2 separate regions of the Mus musculus genome follow, and region 2 is linked to region 1. The links are chromatin contacts, called in public promoter capture Hi-C maps. All regions are on one chromosome and are shown on one strand. The core of a region is the stretch at or near the end of the contact, and the rest is flanking DNA. Distances in the headings are between cores, read along the strand shown. Region 1 holds the start of Brd4 (bromodomain containing 4). Region 2 holds the start of Msh5 (mutS homolog 5).

Evidence for each region. Promoter capture Hi-C pulls out the DNA fragments that hold promoters and counts their contacts.
Region 2: a promoter capture Hi-C map of neutrophils shows a contact between it and region 1, with 5 times the contacts expected there. The contact joins the promoter of Msh5 here to the promoter of Brd4 in region 1. A contact is called at or near these places in 2 of 39 promoter capture datasets (cranial neural crest and neutrophils).

Annotation. Positions count from the first base shown.
Region 1 is chr17:32,282,075-32,285,442 of GRCm38.p6, forward strand. It overlaps Brd4 (bromodomain containing 4), which reads right to left and starts at 2,059. Exons shown (of 20, transcript NM_020508.4): 1 at 1,989-2,059.
Region 2 is chr17:35,045,348-35,048,283 of GRCm38.p6, forward strand. It overlaps Msh5 (mutS homolog 5), which reads right to left and starts at 1,398. Exons shown (of 25, transcript NM_001146215.2): 1 at 1,353-1,398; 2 at 884-1,040; 3 at 583-706; 4 at 1-27. The coding sequence starts at 1,027.

The DNA of each region.
Region 1 (3,368 bases), core at 809-3,308:
GCCGCCTTCTGTATCTCTCCAAAAGTGAAAGTGTAATTTGGTACAAAGATCACAAAACTGGCTCAAAAAAGATTAACTCTGGAGACAAAGTCTAAATTCCTTTAAATAATTCAATAATTTAGTGGAAATTTTACTAAGTGGTCTAAGGTTCTCCAGCAATCCTTAGATAAAAGTTCCCTCTTGCAGCCCTCCAAATGAAACACACGGGCATTCAGAACATCCAAAATGTCCCAGTCACTTTTGTATCCTAGCTTTCATCAATAAGCAAAATCCCTTATCTTTAGCAATTTGCATGTGCAGAATGCTAACAAGATAAAAAGAGGTTTATTTCCAGTTAAGACCAACTAATACCACTTAAAAAGACTTACTTTACCTTGAGTCCTTAAATACTTTATTGGCTACCAAAGATAGGATGTACAAATCAGCAACAATATATTTTATAATTCTGGGCTTTTCCTTCTAGATTTGATCAATTCAATTCAGTCTTTGACAGTGTTACCTTTTCCAACCTTCCTAGTTGAAGCTTTGAGAAGGAAGGAGTTGGTTACCTATAAATGCCCTCTATGGAAAGATCATTCTCCATCCAAATTAAAGTGAATAAAATAATGTTCTTGTAAATTATTGTAAAGCCCATAAAACTGAGCCCCAGCTGAAGACTTCTAAACAGGGTTTGTCTGTATACCCTGGCAGTCCTGGAACTCACTTTGTAGACTAGGCTTGCCTCGAACTAAGAAATCCACCTGCCTCTGCCTCCCGAGTGCTGGGATTAAAGGCGTTCGACACCACGCCCGGCTAGCTGAAGACTTCTTGAAATTGAAAACACATTCATAATTCCTTTGCATTTTTGTGGGTGACATTCTTTTTTTTTCTTTTTTTTTTTTTTAATTTATAGCTGTCTTCATAAACCCCAGAAGAGGGCATCAGATCTCATTACAGATGGTTATGAGCCACCATGTGGTTGCTGGGATTTGAACTCAGGACCTTTGGAAGAGCAATCAGTGCTCTTAACCGCTGAGCCATCTGTCTAGCCCTGTGGGTGACATTCTTTACAACACCCAAGCTCTACCAATTCCAAGGGAAGTTGACATCTCCATTCATAAAAATTTTCCAATTTTTTATTATAGCACTGAAGAGCACATTGGCTTAGAAGTACACTGAGAGTTGGATTTTAGTAACCAGGGGCTATTAATATCACCTTTGATGATAAGTAAAGACATTCTCAAGAGGGCTGCTGCAACTGGCATCCAACATATATACACACACAGGAGATAATCTCACCAGATTTCGAAAAGCATAAACAAGTAAACAAGCAGGCTAAAAACACTTTTAAAAAAACAAACAAAAAAACCCTTGTCTTGAGTAACAGGGAGGTCAGCCAATCAGCAGAGGCACATGACTCACCCACCGGCCTGAGCAAAAGTATTCACACTGTCCACTACACTAACGTGGGATTTCCCATCTCCAACCCAGCTCGGCCTTGGGGGCTTCTTGTTTAAGTGCTATTTCCGTGTTTGTGTGTAAGGGGGGGGGGGGTCATTTTGCTGAATCACAACTCTCCAACATCCCCACCCTAAACCGACACACTCCTGCAAGTAAGAAGCCATTGCAAGGGACGGCAGCAAGCAGAGACCCATCAAAACAAAGCACCCAAAGAGTAGGCTTCCAGGTTGGGAGTGGGTGGGTCGAGAGGGACTCCTGGTCCTTCGTCACCCTTCCTGTCCCCTGGGTCCAGCCTGGAGCAGGCGTGCAATGGAAGCTCTCTCCCTGTGAACAAAATCTTCTACCTCTTTCTAGGCAGAGCTCCGGGGACAGCCGGAAAGGTGAGACTATGAAGCGGGAACTCGCTATCCCAGCACTGGCAGGAGTACCCAGCTGACGGAAGGAGAGCGCGCCGGGGCACGACGCGCAAGAGCGACCCGCCCCAAGGGGGAACTGCAACCAGAGAGAGCGGGCGGTACCCGCGGTCAGCATCCCCGGCCCGGACTTACGCGGCCCGGCGCGCACCGCAGATCCAGAGGCAGTCGCTTCCTCCTCCTCCTCCTCCTCCTCCTCCTCACTTGACAAAATGGCGGCGGCAGGAAGTGCCGGGAGCTTGGCCCGCCCCCCGCCCGCCCCCGGCCGCCCAGCGCGCCCGCGCCCCCGGTCCCGGTCCCGGTCCCGTTCCCTGCCGCCGCCCGCGCCAAGGGGGACAGCGGCGGGCGCAACTGCCCCGGTACAAAGTCCGCGAGCCCACTCGGCCGCCGCCGCCCCAACGGCGCGGGCTGCCCCGGCAGGGCGCGAGAAGCACCAGGCTCCGGGCCCACGAAACTGCGGCCTCCCCACCCCCGCGCCGATGGCGTAGGTGGTGGCGCACCAGCCCCATTACGCAATGCAGGTTACGCGGGCCGCGCCGTGGGGCCCCGGCAGCCCGCCTCGCGGCCGCGAAGGACACCGGTCCCCTCACCTGAGACGCTAGGCCGCACGCCGCCGCACGCTGTCCGGGACGCCAAGCCGGGGCCCGTCCGCCGCGCCCGCCGCGCCGCTGCGCTCACAGGCCCCGCTCGCCCGCGGGCACTGCTGGCAGCCTCCGCCGCAGCCGCCGCCACTGCTTCGGTTCCTCGGCTGCGGGAGAGCAGAACAAACAGCCCTGCCGCCGCCGCCAGCGCACTGATGTCACCACGCACGCTGCGCGCGCGGCCCCGTGTCATCGCCGCCGCCCGGCGTGCGCGTCCCGCTGGTCCTCCCAGGTCCGGAGAGCTTCGTTAGTGCCGGCGGCGGTTGTAGAGGTGAGGACAGGAGACTGGCTCCCCCGACTGGGGGGAGGAGGGCGGGAGTCCTTGGAACACGATCGAGGGTCTCTGAGGACTGTGTACCCCAGAGGGATACACAGAAGAGGGAAGATCAAGAGAAGACAAGAAGAGTCTTCAGGGCCATCCATAAGGAAACAGCTTTTCGGAGGAAGCCGACACGCAGACTCAGGGAAGGAACCTTGCAGATGAGTGGGGATCTTCACATGCAAGAACGACAAGAAAAGATTTTTTTTTTTCCCCCAGAGCTGAGGACCGAACCCAGGGCCTTGCGCTTGCTAGGCAAGCGCTCTACCACTGAGCTAAATCTCCAACCCCAAGAAAAGATTTTTAATCCAAAAATTTAAATAATCCGATGACAGACTCAAAAGAGCAGATGGTGAAGAGAGCCCTCAGACAGGTGATAGAGGAACATTAAGGCCAGAGGACTATGGCTAGTTGTGTGTCAGTGGGAACTGACAATTGCTGAAAATACAGACACGTTTCACTATATTCACTACACTCAATTTATGGAATCAACTTAAGGAAAATATTTCATGTATCATGAAATAAGAGAATGAGCCAGCGGGGATTTTTTTTTTC
Region 2 (2,936 bases), core at 148-2,647, 2.8 Mb after region 1:
CAGACTGGGGGTTGATTTCATCCAGAACTTGAAGAGAGAAGGAAGGTGCCTGATGAGTCGAAGGATATCTCCACTGTGACTAAGAGGAAAGTGGTGGCTCTCTTCCTGCCACTGTCTGTTCTCCTCAAGAATTTATCATCTTAGCCAGGCATGGTGACACATGCCTTTGACCCCAGCCCTTGGGAGGCAGGGGAATCTCCATGAAATCAAAATCTGCCTGATCTACACAATAGGTTTCAGGATAAACCAGAGCCACATAGTACATAGTGAGACCCTGTCTCAAAAAAAAACCAAAACCAAACTAAAGTTATTTTATGTCTGTAAGGGATGGTCTGCACACTGGGAGCGCAGTGGAGGAGACTTAGTAAAGGCACGGTGGGAAGGAACAAGAGTGTCCTGGAAACTATCACTAAAATCATGGTTTGCCAGGGACAAAATCTGTAGCATTTCACATACAGTAGGTACCTAATAAAGTTGTGTTGAATAAGTAATTCCTAAATCAGGTGACTATAAACTACATGAGGATGTATGAGTGAACACACGTCCCACCCCAGAGGAGAGGAATGCAGGGCTCTGTCGCACCTCTCTGGAGAAGCTTTAGGCTCTCGTGGTCTGGGGCATCTGGCATGAAGTGGATAGTGGAGTCACTAGTGTCATAGTAAGCAATGCCCAGGTATCCCGAGCTCCACAGCACGCACAGATGGATCTGTCCCGCGAGGAAGGAAAGGGGATCGATATCTGAATCCCTCGGAAGGGCATGGATTGGTCATCCCTTATTATTAATCATTTAACCAAATCTCGGAGATAGGCACTCATGGGGAGTTTAGTCAACGTGAAACGGGGTCGGCTCAGCCTCTCCCAGCCCTCCCAACTCCGCGGACACCTCGGCGGGCTCCTCCTCGTCCTCTTCCTCGATACCTCCAGGCCCCGCCATTGGGGGCTGAGGGCTGGGGAAGCTGGCTGAGGGGATTCCGGATCTGGGTCCGGGTCCCGGCGGCGTCCGGCCTGGGGTCGCTCTGAAAGCCATGGGCTCGGCGACTCTGAGGACATGGGAGGGGAAGGAGGTCCAAAAGCAGCATTCAGCAGGCGGCTGGTGCGCGGGCTTTCAGGGGACAGGCGCGGGGGCTGCCCCTTTAGGTTGGGAGCAGCTCCGAGCTACTGTCCCACCCTCATTCCTGTCACTCGAAGCCGTGCTTTGGAAGCTCTGACGGAGCGCGCTGTCACGTCAAGTCTCTCCCGCCACCCACGCCCTTACAGCCGCAGCGCGCTCTCCTGACCCACCCCCACCCCCTCCCCCACCCCCACCCCACTGGAGCCGCCAATTCGCAGCACTTTCCCGCCTTTTCCGTCACCTCAGCCGCGACGATCCACCTCCCTGACCAACCGCCGCAAGCCTGCAGCCTGTAGGCGTGGGCCGCGCGCGCTCGCCCCGCCCCCTTAGTGGCTGAAAGGGTCTGCTTAGCCATCCAACGGGAAGGCGGTGAGGACGCTAGATGTCGATTGGTCCGTTTGCATTGGGGGCGGTGCTAGAGTGTTCAAAATTCCCGCCCTCTGCCGTTGCTAAGCAGCCGTGTCGCAGAGCTTTGATTGATGTTGGGCGGAGCCCGCCCTAAACTAAGGTCCCCGCCTGGAAAAAGGGTCTGGGCCACGGTGGAGAAGGCCAGAGCCCGGAGGCCGACCTTAAAGGGCCAGAGGCAGTCTTCCTCCTTCCTGAAGAGTGGAGAGAAGCAACATTAATTCAACCTGTGCCAACAGCAACAACTCCGTTAATATTTGTACCCACTAAGTTAATATTTATAAAAAACTCAGAACAGTGCCCAGCAAACAAAGTAAGCGCTACATGAGTGTTTTAAATAAATAAGTGGAAGTAAGAACTAACTCCTGTTTCAGACCTACTTTGCCTGTTTCCTGATTGCAGGAGATGATCACCAACCACAGGAGCAACACGGGGCTTGATTATTTTGGAACCCCTGAAGAGGAAGTATAAGTATCTGAAAGACACTAAATTCTGAAAGTAGACCTAATTAGAACACATACAACCATACTACAGTCCTCTCACCCCTAAGGACACAGGGTATCTCTGACTGATGATCCATCTGGATGGGAAAGAAGGAGAAGGAAGGAGTTTCTGAGGGAAAGAAAAAAAACCATACTTTACAAAACAATAAACAAACAAACAAAAACTTCAGTGCTGGCTTAGCAGGTAAAAGTACCTTCAATTTTGTACCCAGATTGTCCTCTGTCCTCCATACCTGTGCTGCTTGTACACACACACTCACACTCACACTCACACACCACATAATTTTTTAAAAACTGTCCTAGCTACACTAAACTAAGATCCTGCCTGAGGTTCAGAAATGGCATGAGGTGACCTGGCTCTGCTGATCAGCGACTGGAAAAATCATCTCCAAAGGGGAGCAGGTCTAAGGGCTGGGTTAATGGTTACTCTTGGCAAATTATTGAGCAATGGAGTTATGGAAACCTGGAAGAGGTTATTGGTGACAGCTCTGGGGAGTGGCAGAGAGGGACACACCTTCCATTCTGGGGTATGAAGAGATTAGGGACTGGTTTACCAAGAAGAGGAAGGGATCAGACCCAGGAAGAGAAGGCAGCAGAAGAAAAGAAGAGCTGGAGAAAGAAGAAGTGGGAGCTCAGAGATAAGATGGCAGTCTACATTTTTTTTTTTTTTAATGCAGTCCTGGCTTCAAATCCAGGAGCACTGCTGGGTGATCCCAGGACAGAGCAGCCTGGAAAATAAAGGCAAGATAACGCATTTGTGTGTGCGTAGCAATTCAGGCAGCCACAGTCAATAGTGATGATCAGAGCAGCTGCGGCCATAAAGACAGCCAAGAGAGGCAGCCAAACCTGTTTGAATCTAAAGTTTCTCCCAGCGATCTAACTGTGAGCAGATTGCCCGCTGGCCACTTGCTGACCAG